2 separate regions of the Bos taurus genome follow, and region 2 is linked to region 1. Evidence: chromatin contacts called from public Hi-C data. All regions are on one chromosome and are shown on one strand. Each heading gives the region's core, a stretch centred on a gene start, on an enhancer-like site or on the middle of the called end of the contact. The rest is flanking DNA. Distances are from core to core; before and after follow the strand shown.

What was found. A called contact is a pair of places that touch in the nucleus more often than the background predicts.
Region 2: a contact with region 1 is called in a Hi-C map of an unstated tissue, with 2.9 times the contacts expected there. The contact joins the enhancer-like site here to the promoter of VPS26C in region 1. A contact is called at or near these places in 2 of 11 Hi-C or Micro-C datasets (skeletal muscle and an unstated tissue).

Annotation. Positions count from the first base shown.
Region 1 is chr1:149,494,183-149,497,999 of ARS-UCD2.0, forward strand. VPS26C (VPS26 endosomal protein sorting factor C) reads right to left here and starts at 1,710. Exons shown (of 8, transcript NM_001040510.2): 1 at 1,618-1,710. The coding sequence starts at 1,674.
Region 2 is chr1:149,557,444-149,560,845 of ARS-UCD2.0, forward strand. No RefSeq gene overlaps it. Among named protein-coding and RNA genes, the nearest start is that of DYRK1A, 58 kb to the right of the region's middle. Within about 2 kb of position 1,703, at least 49 of the 102 cell types and tissues checked have an H3K27ac peak or open chromatin away from gene starts, as enhancers often do. A contact at or near this core is called in skeletal muscle, where this site is marked.

The DNA of each region.
Region 1 (3,817 bases), core at 460-2,959:
AAGATTAGACAGGTGTGATGGTTGCACAACTTGAGTATATTAAAACCACTCAATTATACACTTTAAAGAGTGAATTTTATGGTATTAGATCTCAATAAAGCCTTTTTTTTTTTTAAGACATCAAATTAGACCCATAAGGCTTTCAAGCAGAGTCAGCAACTGTTAGTATGTTGGCTTTCTTTCTCTGTTGCTTTCTTTCTCCCCACATGCATGTGCCCGCGCGCACACACACACACAATTTATGACCAGGCCATTTAAAATTTAGTTATTATTACACTTCACTCCTAAATACTTCAGCAGGTAGAGCAGTTGCCCACATAACCGAAATATGAACATTAGACTGGGGGAATTTAAAGCTCTTATTTAACATATACCCCATATTCAAATTTATCAAAAATTAGGTATCACATTTGGTTGTTATATCCCTGTCATCTCTTGAATCTTAAAAAAAATGTCCTGTCCTTTTAATGACACTGACACATTTGAAGAATCCAGGCCAATAAATGGACAGAATGTTTCTCAATTGTGAACATGCCTATTTCCCTGTGAACTAAGTGCAGTTAGGCATTTTCGGCAGAACACCACACAGCTGGGTCGTGTCTTCAGTCCTCCCTACCAGAATCCTCTATTATTGTGCCAGAACGCGTCAACTGTGGCGGTAAGGTGGTTCACCGCAGGTCTTGGTTAGGACAGGGACTATCAGATTCCTGCACTATAAACGTAGCTTCTTCCCTCTGTAATTAATAATCTGGAGATGACTAAATTATCTTGCATCTGTGTAAACATGAAGTTTCCTCAATGGTCTTGCCCCCAAAGGCTTTAAGCATCCCTTTTGAGCCCTCGCTGCATTCACGTGACCAACCATTCCTCTCAATTTTATTACACATACTCAAGAGAGTTGGCTGCGATTTCAACCCGGCTGCACAGCGGCCAGAATCACAGGGGGCTCTAGGTATGAAACCCCGGTCAGCGTATATTCCAGAGCGATGGATTCTGATTTAGTTACAGTAAGGGTTGAGACTGCCCGAGTTAGAGGGAGAAAAACCTTGCATTCTCCTTTGGCAAATAAGGAAACTGGCGCCCGAGGAGATTAAGAGGCTATGGCACAAAACTTGTTCATGGCACCGTTAAGATTTTTTTTTAATTTGCATTTTAAAATGCAATTCCTTCCGTCCCCAAAACCAGAAAAACGAGTAACTTTTGTTCGGCCTACAGAGTGTATTTCTGCTTCCAAGGTTACAGCTGCCTTTCTGGCCCTAGACCTTTGCATTCCTCTTACAAGCGAGAAAAGGATAGTCTGATGGTTGAGCTCCTCGGACCGCAGTGCGAATTCACAGCTCAAGACCCCGGCCGGGCTGGATGTCCAAGGGGCCAGACGGTTGCGCGCTGCAGCCCAGGGGCCCTGCACGCCCCCCCACCGCGGCGGCAACCCCAGCGGACGCCGCTGCAGAGCAGCCAGCCGCGCAAGCGAGATGCACCTGGAGGGGGCCGCACCTGGCGGAGGATGCACCTGTCTGCTCCCACCTGACCCGGACGCACCCGCCCAGGGAAACTCCGAAGTGTGCCAGACCCGGGGAGACCACAGAACCTGAAGGCCCACCCCACCCCCCCACTTACCCCAGCGTGATAAACCTTGTTCGCTCTTTTAATCTTAATGTCCAGGGTGGTCCCCATCGTGAATACTCCGCTTCGCGCACCACTTCCTGCCGCGCGTGATCGAAAGGCGGGGAGGGCTCGCCCCGCCTCTCCGCCCGGGGCCCCGCCCCTTCTCCCCGCCCGCAGCTGCGTCACGTGACCCTGCCCCCGCGGCCAGTGCGACTCTCCCCCTCCCCCCACCCTTCTTCTTTCCGGCGCAGGGGCGGGCCTTAGCGTGGGTCGAGGACTGTCACTCTTGGCCCGGCCTCCCCCGGGCGTGAGGGGCGGGAACGAGGAAACCCCACCCCTTCCGTAAAGACCAGTCTTGACGCCGGAAATGCCTCTTCTCGCCCGTTGACCAGGCGGAGGGAGTAAACTCGGCTCTCCCGGCGTGCCCCGCGGGGGGGCGGGGCCGGGACGCGCCGAGGGCGCAGCCTGTGCCCGCAGGCTGAGGCTCCCATCAGGCTGTGCGGCGCGAAGCGGCGCTACGGTATTGCGTTGCCTTCAAGGAGGTGATAATGGAGACTGCCTTCTCTTCTAATCCCTTCCTCTAGTTGCCTCTAGTCCTCCCACCCTCCCGCTTTCTTCCAGCGGCGCTGAGGACATAGGCTTTGTGTCCGTCCTCGGCGAGGCGGTCTTCCTTGCCCTTTCCACAGCCCCGCGCTCCCGACCTGCAAAGCGCTGATGGGCGGGCTTCCCCGACACCCCCCGCCGGCGGGCACCAAGGTCTTGAGGGAGCGCGGGCGGCCTGGCCCCGCCCCGCCGGGCCGCGGGGGCTTGTGGGTACTCTCACCGACGCGCGCCCTGGGACGAGGCGTTGAATATTCATATTCATGCGCAGAGTGTGAAGAGGCGCGGATCGTAGGCCTCGCGTCTCGGCGGTGCGTGGAAATGTATAACCTCGAAACTGAGAGGGTCCTACCTAGTCTTTTTATTCTCAGCAAGAGCCCACTCACCTGGACACAAGAAACGTATGGCTTTCCGGAAGGACTGCTTCCAGGCGGAGCAGCCGACTACTTTTATTGAAATAAAATTCCTTGTCAAGGTTTTAAACAGGGGACTTTCCAATAAGAGAGGCATATTTTTAATTGTTATGGTCCCTGACTTAATACAGCGAGGAAGTGCTTTTTGATTTTTAAGACTCTGAGATTCCGATTTTCTTTTTTTCTTAAAGTGCGTTACTTTTAGGATTATGTGAGTTTTTCTTTAAAACGGTTTCCTGACTCACTCTCACGAGTACTTCTCATGAGAATGTAAGGTGTTTTCTAGGACAACCTTGATGGTGCTATAGCTACAGTTGCTTTTGAAGGTTGATAACAGGTATTTCCCAATGTTCAGATCTCAGTTTTCAGCTCCTCTCTGCCCCCAACGGCTTCCGTTGCGGTCTAGGGTAACTTCCCTTGCAGCTCAAACTCAGCAATTCTAAAAACAATTGATTAGGGACTTACTAATCACTGTCTAGTCTATTTGCAATTCAAGAAGTGGGTCCTTCTCTGCTAGTCTCACCATCATTTCCAAATGGTAAAACGTTAATCCCAGTAGACAGTACAGGAAATCAAAGGGATACACATTCTAGACTTGTTTGCTTCAGCAAACCTGCTTTATCGCAACTCAACATTTCTGGTTCATAGAGGACAAGTGTACTGTATTTCACTCATCTGTGTCGGTTGAACACGATCTTCACCGAATACTGCTGCTGCTGCTGCTGCCAAGTCGCTTCAGTCGTGTCCGACTCTGTGAGACCCCATAGACGGCAGCCCACCAGGCTCCCCCATCCCTGGGATTCTCCAGGCAAGAATACTGGAGTGGGTTGCCATTTCCTTCTCCAATGCATGAAAGTGAAAAGGGAAAGTGAAGTCGGTCAGTCATGACCGACTCCTTCCTCCGACCATGGGATTTTCCAGGCAAGAGTAGTGGAGTGGGGTGCCAAAAAGTGCTCTAGTTCCAGCAATTATCAGTATAATCAGTTTGTTAAACTCCTCTCAGTGTGATGGCTTCCGAAAAGAACAGTCTTTTTTTTTTTTTCCTCCAGTCACTGCTCTTTTGAATCTCTTCTATCCCTTAAGCACTCCTTAGGTGACACCATGACCTTCTGGTCGATTTCAGTTACTGAACATCAGACCCTGTCAAAGTGTCAATCTCCCGGCTTGAGTGGAACCCTAGATTCTGAGGGTATAAAGGT
Region 2 (3,402 bases), core at 453-2,952, 63 kb after region 1:
TTTCTTGTTCTTTGAGCTGGTGTCTATCAGAGACCTGCCCCCCTCCCAGCTCAATCAACAGCTTGCACAGAGCTGGAGGTACAGTGAGTGTCTCTTGGAATATGGATTAGAAATCCAGCCATAGGACAGAGGTGAAGGAAATTTTAATGAGAAAGGAGTATATGAGAATAGTCCTCAATAACTTAGGGATGTAAAGAAGGAAACAAACACTTGTTGGATGTCTGCTAGGCTCCTGGTATTCTGGTCTTCTTGCTACACACTTATCTCTGAAATGATATGTGGTAAGAAGCCTATTTTATGATATTCCCAAGATTTAGAACCTGGGCCGTTAGGTTAAAAACTATAGGGACGTAGGGTCTGTTTTTTTTTTTTCTCCTAATTACCAGTAATTCATTCTAGAAAATTTGAAAAAAGGTACAAACAAGAGAAATATCACCTACCATTGTTCCGCCCTGTGACAAATATTACAAAACTTTATTTTAACATATAACAATATAAAGTTTTAATTACAACACTTAAATCATACTGAATCTACCGCTTTATCTCTTCTTTTATTCTGCATCCTATTTTGACGTGATTTGTGACGTGTTTTAGTTGAGCCTCCACTGCTGGATAGTCAGGTGTTTCCAACAGTTCAACTTACGGATGACCTTGAGGGGAATCACTCAGAGAGTGGTGGGTTGACCGGGGCAAGTGTGGAAAGAGAAGGAGACATTTAGCCTGAGAAAGACGAGATTCAAGTGGGAAAATCATAGCTTTCCTCCACTATTTGAAGGTTGGTACTTTGAGGGAACTTGGTCTGTGTAGTCCCAAAAGGTACAATTTAGAAAGAGTGGGTGGAAAGTGTGGGGCAATCAATTCATGGTGTGTACAGTTCAGGGAAGTTGAAGGCAGGAGGAGAAGGGGACGACAGAGGATGAGATGGCTGGATGGCATCACTGACTCAGTGGACATGAGTTTGAGCAAGCTCCGGGAGATGGTGAAGGACAGGGAAGCCTGGCATGATGACTTGATGTAGTCCATGGAGTTGCAAAGAGTCAGACACAACTGAGCGACCGAACAACAGCAACGTTTCAGGAGGTAGTATGTTTCCAGCTCATAAATACGTTTTAACATAGGCTAAAAATCACTTACGTTTACAGCAGGAGGACCTGAGAGTTTTGAAAACACAGAAGTAATTTATTATTTTTTGAAAGGGACATCTTAGAAAGAGCTTCAAAAACAAACATTTGCAGGAAAATCTCTTCTTATTTATTATTATTTATATCAGGGCCAATATTTACATAATGATTTATAGTTCACAAAGTATTAGAAAGAATCCTCCTTTTAAAATGAGAGAACACGGAATTCCCTGGAGGTCCAGTTAGGTTAGGACTCTGGGCTTCCACTGCAGGGGGCACAAGTTCAATCCCTGGTCGGGGAACTAAGATCCCACATGCACGGTGTGGCCAAAATAAATAAAGAAAACAAAAGAACAAGTTCAGAGAGGTTAAGTAAACCACCCAAGTCCTGCCTCTGGGAGGCAGTGGGAATGCCCCCGTTCACTGTCTCTGCAATCACTCTCTTTCCCTGTTGCTATTGTTACTGTATTAAGGTCACCAGTCCCTTCTTGAAAATCCAAGCTCACAGGACTTTGCCTGTACCGTGCTCCTCTGCAAGAAAATGAAAATGTCCCCAGTGACTAATGCGAACAGAATGTCACGGTGCAGCTAACAGGGAAGGTGTCCTGGGCATCCTTTCGACTCCACGGCAGCGACTTCACCATCGGGTGTGACGGGCAGGCAAGGGCGGCTCTCACATCCTAGGGTTGATTCCGCGAGGTCTCCCGGGCCTTCTGCTCGGGACAGGCCCCCATCCCTGGCAGTCAGAATGAACGTACCTGCCAAGTTAGGCCTCTGTCTCATATACACCTGCGACCCTGTCGGCTCAGACCCCTGGAATGCTGACCTTGGAGCCTCCGCTCTACTTGCCTAGCTGGAAAGCACATAGCCCAGGAACGTACTCCTGTGTCTAGCGCCCACCGTGAAATCTTGCCTTCCTCTTAAGCCTCTCGGGCTGGGTGACCTGGAACGAACTGTCGGTTCCCTTTTGGTTCCAGGAGAGGCCCAGCCACATCTTCTGGGGAGCAAACTCCCCGCTGCACTCCCAGGGGCCCCGCCTACCTGGTCTTTCTCACAAAGCGAGTCAGAAGTCCCTCGATACTGACCCACTTTTCTGAACGCCCTCATATGGGGCTCAGGGAGCCCCTTCACTGCTGGGTTTCTGACTCTCCCGCTCAGACCCCCTCCCAGTCTGCAGGAAGCCTGCGTCCACCGTCCACCGTGGGAGGGACAGGAAGGCCGGAAGCAGATGGCGACCAGCCCAGAGTGAAGTGGATTCCTCCTGCCTTTAACCATTTCCTGGTTCCAGCTGCTTGCCTGCCTGAACCAGCTTTTGCTGTTTCGCAATTCCATGGTGACTCCATTCTTCCAAAAGCATTGACTTGGCTCCCAGTATATGCTAAGCACTGGGGGGTCAAAAAAAAAAAAAAAGACAAGTGAGCTAGGTCTCTGCCCTTAAAGGACTTCCTTTCCTCTTGGCAGATGGAAAAGGAAACCTACAAGGGAAGTGCAAGAAGAGAAATGCTTTGATGTCAGGAGGAGAGCTTCTGGGGGGAGAACGCTGTTCTGGGGGCCTCTCTTGGGAAAGCTTGTGCCAAGGAGGCCTGAGGGATCAGCTCATGAAAGGACTGGGTGACAGACTGAGGGCGAGGAATGTTATCCCCAAAGCAGTGAGAGTCCTTTAGGCTTTTGACAGCGATAGGAACCTGAATTTGAGAAACTGTCCTCTATAGGCCCGAGAAAGAGGGTGAAGGAGGAACAAGCCCAGAAGCTGGGAGGGGCTTTTAGTCTTTATTTCATTCTTTTCTGTTCAGTTTGAATTTTCAAACCATATGCTTGAATTGTTTTTATTTATTCATTTAAAAGTTTGTATTTATTTGGCTACACTGGGTCTTAGTTGTGGCACGCCAGACCTTCCATCTTTGTTGCAGCATATGGGTCTTTTAGCTGCGGCATGCAGGACTAAGTTCGCTGACCAGGAATCGAACCTGGGCCCCCTGCATTGGGAGTGTGGAATCTTAGTGACTGCACCAGCAGGGAAGTCTCTTGGATTGTTTTTATTTTTAAAATTAACAGTCATTATAATGGGATTAGTGGCTCCTTCTGTCTTATTCTTTACATACTTTGTGTTATAGATTTAAAAAGGAAACATAATAAATAGTTTTTGCTTTTAAAACTCTGAAGGTGCTTTCAGATGAGGGAAAGGATAGGCATGTTTGTTGCCCGTCACGAATATTTTTAGTGCTTGACCGTGCCCTTAAGCTGCTAACAGCACAAGCAGGTGGAAGGCTGTTATTTTTGC